2 separate regions of the Mus musculus genome follow, and region 2 is linked to region 1. The links are chromatin contacts, called in public Hi-C maps. All regions are on one chromosome and are shown on one strand. The core of a region is the stretch at or near the end of the contact, and the rest is flanking DNA. Distances in the headings are between cores, read along the strand shown. Region 1 has its middle 24 kb from the start of 7530428D23Rik. Region 2 overlaps Tbl1xr1 (transducin (beta)-like 1X-linked receptor 1).

Region 1 (4,176 bases), core at 541-3,040:
TCTTGTTTTCTTCTAGGGCAGTGGAAGTGCAGAGGCTGGGGAGACAGCTCAGTGGCAGAACACTCAAGTAGCACAAACTGAACAAGGCCTTGGCTAGGATCTCTGTACCACAGAAAAGATGGCAAGGATGCCATTCGCCCCACAGCATAGGAATGGGGATTTGAAATAAATAACTTCTGTATTAAAATGCTTTCCACATAGTTACTACTAGCTAATACACAGTAGCTATTATTAAAATCCTTGCCTAAAAGTGGGAGCTGATTGGGATTGCCATAATAGAAGCATCTAAGCACTACGTAAGGAGTAATGAGCACAGATCGAATGGTACCTTTTGTTGACTCATGGGAACAGGACAGCAGAGAGTGACGAGCCCTAAACACCCTATTTTCCAACTCATTTTGAGGTTGTTTTTGGAAGGATAATGAGCAAATTGTTTAGTGGTTACTTCTGGTGTATTGCCCTGCCCTTCTGTGCCACAATGTTTTCTCTCAATTGTTCTTCAAGGTGGGGACAGGGGACAATTCTAGACATTATTTTTCCTTCCTACCTTTTTCATCTCTGCTTTAGAATATGAACCAAATCCACAGCATACCAACAAGTTTCTGTGGCTTAATAAAAACAGAGCTTCTACGTCATTGTGACTGGCTCAGCCGAGCAAGCTAACTCACAGGATTGCTCAGAAGCTGCCGACCCTATTCTTACCAGACTCATGGTGTCCTGGAGGTTGGGAAAGCTCCAAATTCATGCCAGCATGATGACTTCGCTGGGTACTTGGCATTAAGCCTGAGGGACCTGAGTTTGATCCCTGAGACTCACACAGTAGAAGGAGAGAATGGGTTCCCACAAATTGTCCTCTGATCTCCACACTGGAGACATGCTCCACCCTGACTGCCACACACACATGCACACAGACAAAGATAAATACAAATTTAATAACTGTTTTAAAGACGCAATACATTGCTCAGTTCTGCTTATATTACAAACAAATGCATAATAGTAACTACCATAGCAAAATGAGTTGACGAGTGCATGTGCACACATATGTGTGCACATGAACATGCGTGTGTGCACAGGTGTGCAAAGACATGTGTTGTTGTGCAGACCAGAGATCAGGTATCTTGCTCTATTGCCCACTGTCTTATACTTTTGAGACTGGGTCTCTCACTGAACATGGAATTCATGGGACAGGCTATGCTGGCTGCCAGAGAAGGTCCTCTCTGTCTTTCTAAGTGCTGGCATCACAGATGTTTGCTGTTGCCAGCCTTGACTTTACATGGTCCTGTGGATGTGAATTCAGGTCCTCCTGTTAGCATGGCAAGCACTTTACCAGCAGTCATGTCCTCAGCCCTTTTCCACACTGGAAGTGTAGATTGACAGTCCTCTAAGGAAGCCTAGTCATAGACAGTACACAAAGGCTTAGAAAGCACAGACCTTCCCTGCAGTCACACAGCCACCAGGAAAGGGAAGGCCTCCTCATTCCCAGCTAAATGTTTATTCATGAGGTGAGTCTGCGGCTTTCCAGAGTTCTCTGCACCCGGCTGCGTAAAGAGGCACAACATCATTTCCAGCTCAGGAGAAAGCGATAGCAGCTTCCCCTGAGAGACTCTGTACTGGAAAGTGTTTCAGGAACAATTGCATGACTGACAATATTTGGTAAGCTGGCCAATTGTCACATTGGAAAAACAAAATGAAGAGGTCCTAAAAGCTTCCTGGCTTCCTTTGGAGCACTGACCATGCAAATCACGTCATAGAAATTCTGAGCACTGCGAGTGAAGAGCCAGTCCTACCACCATGGCCACACAACCACAATGGTCTTGATCACCATGCAGCCCTGCCTGTGCCAGGATGACAGCCTAGTTCAGGAGAAGCTGGTGCTGCTGCCAGCTGCCATTGCCTAGGCAAAGATGTGTCAGCAAGTAAGAAAGACTAGTCAGCGTGTAGCAGAGGTGGAAGAACAAGACTGCATGTGAACAGCAGCTGGGAGGTTGCCTGCTCTTCCTAACACAAAGGCGACACTATAGAAAAATGAAATCATGTGAATTTTTATGGAAGTCATTAAACACAAACAGGAAGAATCTCTGGTCTTTATAAGACCCCCAGTCTGTTTTCTGTGGAGGCCATATAATCAGAAAGAGCCTGGACAGTGGGTAGGATACAGAAGCAGTCGATAATAGACGCTTTTATCTTTAAATGTTATATGAAAATTTCTACCAATAGACAGCTGGGTCAGAAACTCCATTTGGTCCAACCTGAAAGAGGAAGCATCGAGCATGATTCATGTCCTCCAGTGTGGCAATAGTTTAGATGGTGTGGGGACCAATATACACATTAAAATTGGTTTCCTGTCCATTGGTGATTCGGATGCAGTCCTATTTATTTAAATAGAAAAGAAAGCAACTAGCTTACAGAAAATTATTGACCGGATGGAGTACAGGTGGTGTGTTGCTTTAGAAAAATACAAAGTTGATTCTAAATCAACTGAATTTGGAGAAACCTTGGCATGCTGGTTTCAGGCATAAGAGCTTCAGTTTGGATCCTGGACCTACTCTGCTGTAAGAGGGTAAAGTTTAACTCTGATCTGTTACCTATGAATGAGGATAGTGTCTCCAAAGAGCATGACAGAGTTTAACTGAATGACATGAAGAACTAAGTGCTCACAAAGTACTAAGTGCTCACAGCTCCAAGCCCCAACACATGAGAAGTAGGCCAGATCTACCAACTGTACTTAACAGATGCCCCTTAGAGAAGCACCATGATCAAATGCTAGACAGAGGAGGCCACTTTTGCCAATTGTGGTCTTGCTGTGCCACTCTAGGTACAACACTCTAAAGAACAGCTACCCACAGCTGCTCTGAAGTTAGTCACAGTGCTCGGTACTAGTGGCACCAGACTGTCGTATGAAGCTGATAATGCTCTCTAAAGTAGGTATCCCCAGGCCGAAAATTATGAGCTAGTCATTCCTGTTCCCAGCACATAACTGACAGTTCTCCATCCTAGTTCAACATAGCAACAACCTACATCTTGATATCAGTGCAAATACAACAATAGCTGTCACAGCTGTCCTGCTTCTTCTATACCTCGTATCAGGAGGTTTTCTTCTGCAGTCTCGGGCTGGGAGGGAAGCAAGGTGAACTGAAGCAGCTTTTGAATCTGAGGATGAGCCTCTCTCTGTCTCTCTCTATCTCCCTCTGTCTCTCTGTTTCCCTGTCCCTCCCCACCCCTCTCTCTCTCTCTCTCTCTCTCTCTCTCTCTCTCTCTCTCTGTGTGTGTGTGTGTGTGTGTGTGTGTGTGTGTGTGTGTGTGTGTTCACATAGATAATGCCTGGGCTCAATAGCCTCCCGAATAGCCACTACTTTGGCTACGGAGAAACCATTTGTTTTAATAAGCACTATAAAGTAGAGAATTGTCTTCCATCCACAAAGCTTAGGTAGCTTTAAGGCTGATAAAATGAAAAACCCTCTTACCTAGCAGATTTAAGATCATGATTATGATCATTCTGCTTTTCTCAGTATAATCATCATATGTACCTGACACAGAAACACTAAATGGACAAAAATACATTTTAAATATTAAAATTTCCAAATATTACACAGCACAAATCATTAGCATTTTGACCTTTGCTTCTGAACTTTCTCTGTGAAATCTTTCTAAGCAATGCAGTTTGTTCTCTCCATGTTCCTATGTGAATAGTTCACCATGGAATCGCTGGCATTCTGAATGTCTGTTACAACTACATCATTGCATTGTAGATGAACCAGGAAGCATCAAGCATCTTTTTACTCTATATTTAAATCATCACATCTTTATTATTTCAGGTATAATAAATACCTTGACATGTATTTTGCCCATATTTCAAAGTATTTTCTTAGGAGTGTTTTTGAATATGTAATTACTTGGATTAAAGTATATATTTTTTCTATTGGTTTTAGAACTTTTACATTTTATTCTATGACAATTAGACATGCATACCACAAATATTGATCATATCTAATGATCCTTGAACCTTACTCATGCTCCCTCCTCCTACCGTTATATCCCCTCCCCCTCCTCTCCTACCTCTCCTCCTACCTCCTCCTCTCCTACCCTTACATCCCCTCCCCCTCCTCTCCCTCTCCTTCCTCCTCCTTAACAACCCACTGAATCTAATTAGTACGATATTTATGCATATGGTTATGG
Region 2 (4,092 bases), core at 138-2,637, 300 kb after region 1:
TTATCATGAAAACAGTTGTCTTCTAGCTAGCATGTCTCCTTCCCACATTATGTATACCTTTTCTTAACTACCTAGAATTTATTTTTTATTTCGTTGTATTTATTTTTGAGGTACTCTTACTATATAGCCTGGGCTTGCCTGGAATTGCCATGTAGACCAGACTTGCCTAAAACTGCTAGATACACTTTTGGTTCTGCCTCCTGAATGCAGGATGTAAAGATGAATGCTGTGATGCATGGACCCCTAGAATTTAGAATGAGTTACTATTGTAGTAATTGGTAATGTGTGCATTCAGGACATTTATACTTTGGTGTGCATTTCAATTTTTTCAGAAGCTTGATACCTGCCAGTTATATAGTCAAACTTTTAAGGACTTAGTTACCAGCATTACCCCCCACCCTCCACCCCCCAAGCTGAATCTGAGTTTTAGTCTCCCAGATTCATTACTGTTTGTACTGATGGGCATTTGGGTTGTGGAGTCTCTGCTCACTGACCCTCTGAATTCTCTGTGGAGTGCCTGCTTATAATTTACAGTTGCCTCTTTCTGAGTTGGATTTTAGGTACAAAGTCACTTCTGGAGCAATTCTATAGACTCTTCTCTCTGGGGTGATTTCTTATGCCCATTGGATTAGAAGGTTGAAGACTTGCGGTGCCAGTTGGCTTTCTCCTCTTGTTAGTGGTGGGTTTAGCCATGTTTAAGAAACACTGCCTTATTCCGGGCCATAAAGACTTGCTCCTCTGATGTTTTTTTAGCCTCCCACTAAGGTGGTGTTTATGCATACAAAGTTGGTTTGCACCATCTTTTGACCTTTAGCACATGCTGCCATGAATGTTGTCCTTTGAGACCAGATCGCAGGCTGGCCTGAAGGGTATCTTTCTTACCTCAGATTCTTCAGGACTGGGAGCACAGGTACCAGCCAACACTTCCTTACTGCTTCTAGCTCATTTTAACAGGTTTTCTAGTAACTTAAAGTAGGTTTGTAGTTGTTACCCTCAAACTTCCACCCTGCAGCTGAGGTACTTATATTCAGGAATGAGGGACTGAGAGAAAGATGGGCGCTCCAAGAGTTTGAGTAGAGGTAAACTTGCTTTTAGTAGGTAGCTCTCAAGTCTCCAATTAGAAGTTTGAAGTGAACCCCAGAGAAGAGATAGTGATTAGAGCTGTCTCGTAAGGCAGACTCAAGAAACTTGCAGTCAGCACAAAAAAGGACTGTGCACTAGCTCAGAGGCCCAGTCCTGGATTTCTGCTTACTCCCTAGGCTTGTTAGGGTTTCCTTTTCCCGTCTAGGTAACACCCATATTTGTTGAGCTTTTCCCCTTAAGGCTCACCCTTTCTTAAACAGTGCCAAGTAGTGGAATGAGAGCAGGGGAAGTGAGAAGTTTTGTCTCAAGTGACTGAAGGGACACAGTGGTTGGCTTCATTATGTGTCATCATGGAGGCTGGTTCAGGGTCCATTTCTTTACCCTGATCAGAGGAATCTTGTTTCCTATGTACTCAAAGGACCGGAGAAGAGAGAGACGATGGCCTTGCTGCCCAGCAACCCCTGGGACCTGCCTTGCAGCCCCATACTCCATTTTTTACAGGGTTTAATGGGATCCAGATGAACACAGGTCCTAATGATGCTTGCATGACAAGTACTTTCCCAGCTGAACAGGGCCCATTTGATACTGTTTGAGTGAACTAAGAATCTGAATTTTAGCTGTAAGACTTGAACTTCTGGATACTGTGTTTCTTAAAGTAAGTTTGGGATCATGAGCACTTGTCTAGCACGTTAGAGTGATACTTTTTTGGACACTTCCTCCTTTGTTGCTTTGCAATCATGAGGGCATGTCTCTTTAGAGGGATATTTTATGGACCCTCTTTTCCTCCTCTATTGTTTGCAATCATGATTAAGTGTGTATCAGTTTAGACTGATACTTTTTGGATACTCTTCCTTCCTCCTTTGTTGTTTGTTTTTGTTTTGGCTCTGCTGAAGATACCCAAGACCTTTCACAGGTTTGGTGAGCTTGCTACTGCTGAGCCACATTTTAAGTAGAAAAAGCTTTTTGAAGTAGTCATTCATGTGTTGGTTAAAACTTATCTTTTCTTGTTGAGTTTTAGGTAATTTTTCTTCTAGATTTTTTTTTCTAGATTCCCATTTTGAGCAAAACATGGCATTTCTTGGCTAAGAATTTGCATGAAAACCTCTTTTTGTAATGTCAAAGGTATGCACAATGGAGAAACTGGATTTTTGAAGACTAAAACAAAAATTGTGTAATACATACTTGTGATTAAGAAGTTAAAAAACAGTCAGAGCTAGTGGTACAGCCGATAATCCTTGCTGTTTGGGAGGCTAACCCAGGAAAATCACAAGGTCAGCTACAGCCATGGCTACACAGAGACACCCAAGGCTATCTGGGTAACATTGTGAGACCCTATCTCAAAGTTAAAAATAAAAGGTGGACAGGAGTTGTTTTACAGTGGTAAGACTCTGGCTCAGACTATCGGAGCTCCTAGCTTTAGTCCAGGTGGATAAAACAATAAAATTCTGTTTTCAGTGATAAGAGTTCTCTGGGGTTACATTTAAATTGTTAAAATATACTAATTAAGATATTCCTTTTGTTTTTGAAAGAACATCTTAGGGTTTCTGTTGCTGTGAATAGACATCATGGCCCCAGTAACTCTTATAAAGGAAAATATTTAATTGGGGGAGGGCTTAAAGTTTAGAGGTTTAATCATTGTCATCATAGCAGGAAGAATGGTAGCATGCAGGTAGACATGGTGCTGCAAAAGGAGCTGAGAGTTCTGAATTTGGATCAGCAGGCAGCAGGAAGAGACAATGAGACACTGGGCCTGGCTTGAGCATCTGAAACCTCAAAGCTCACCCACTGTGACACACTTCCTCCAACCAGGACACAGTACCTAATAATATTAGTCCCTATGAGCCAATGGGGACCATTTTCATTCAGACCACCACATAGATGCATTTAAAGATTGCATTCTTTAGATTTTTTTTTTTTCTCTTCATCTTACCTGGTAGTCAGAACTTTAACCCCTTTATCATTTATAGGATAAGCCACAGAGTGTAGAATATTACATGTGCTGTTTTTCTGTATCTTCATTCTGGTTTATAATGTTCAGCAATCTAGTTAAAGGAATTTGTGTTAAAGGGTACTCCATATTCATGGACAGTAAGCTCTATTTTTATTTTAAAATGCCATTGTCTTTGGAAGGTATAGCTGTTGGTGTTAATTGCTTGACCTCAGGGCATGAGATTTGTAGGACTAACGTTTGAGCAAGCCCTCCTGTACAGGTGTGGTGGGTGGTCTGTTCTTGAGTTTGTAGCTGTGACCACTGTTTAAAAGCATATCATGTCTCCTGCAGCTTCCTCAGAACTGTCTGCCAGAAGTCATTGATCAAATAGCTGTTTTTCCATCCTTGGAAAGTTATTGCAGTCAAGTTGAATCTCTACTCGCGGCTTCAGCGTGGGCACACTGGCAGTGCTATTCTAGATCAGAGGTCTTGTTCAAGTCCACTAGCAATAAGACGACATTAGTGTTAGTGGGCACACTGCTGGTATGTTGGGGGTTTGAATCCTATCTTGCTAACCTTGTTAGTGCCACCTTTTCTGTTACTTCAGCCTGTGTGGTGGTAAAAGTTTTATCTGAATTCCTAGGTGTCTTGACATAGGCGTAACACCTGTCTTACTACAGCATCAAGAGGGAATATTTTATTTTCTGTATCTCTGTTGGTACCTGGTAGAATGTATTCCCTTAGCAGTCATGGTTGTGGTCATGGTCACGGTCATGGCCATGGTAAGCTGATATGAGTACAGACAGACACATCAGTATGTTTTCCATTAGCAGAATGTCATTTCTTACTAGCACGCTGGGTTTCTAAACACTTCATTGGTTTTAACTTCCTATCAATTGGAACACTGGGATTAGCTTCCATTTCTACATCCTATAGGTTGTGCGTGTGTGTGTGTGTGTGAGGATTTTTCTTTATTTTGTTTCCTTTAGATTTGTCTCTCTGGAGCTTAGAATTTCAGGTTTCTAGTAAGTCACTCATAAAAGCAAAAGGTAGGTCAGGTATGAAGGTACTTTGATATG

Evidence for each region. Hi-C and Micro-C count contacts between places; a contact is called where the count stands out from the background.
Region 2: a contact with region 1 is called in a Hi-C map of bone marrow-derived macrophages, with 23 read pairs. The contact joins two enhancer-like sites. A contact is called at or near these places in 3 of 484 Hi-C or Micro-C datasets (bone marrow-derived macrophages, embryonic fibroblasts and nephron progenitors), 1 of 115 datasets of contacts at active chromatin or transcription factors (bone marrow-derived macrophages) and 3 of 9 other capture datasets (adipose tissue, embryonic stem cells and liver).

The regions. Positions count from the first base shown.
Region 1 is chr3:21,822,836-21,827,011 of GRCm38.p6, forward strand. No RefSeq gene overlaps it. Among named protein-coding and RNA genes, the nearest start is that of 7530428D23Rik, 24 kb to the left of the region's middle. Within about 2 kb of position 1,791, at least 76 of the 459 cell types and tissues checked have an H3K27ac peak or open chromatin away from gene starts, as enhancers often do. A contact at or near this core is called in bone marrow-derived macrophages, where this site is marked.
Region 2 is chr3:22,125,239-22,129,330 of GRCm38.p6, forward strand. The region is part of intron 1 of Tbl1xr1 (transducin (beta)-like 1X-linked receptor 1); the gene reads left to right. Among named protein-coding and RNA genes, the nearest start is that of Tbl1xr1, 51 kb to the left of the region's middle. Within about 2 kb of position 1,388, at least 14 of the 459 cell types and tissues checked have an H3K27ac peak or open chromatin away from gene starts, as enhancers often do. A contact at or near this core is called in bone marrow-derived macrophages, where this site is marked.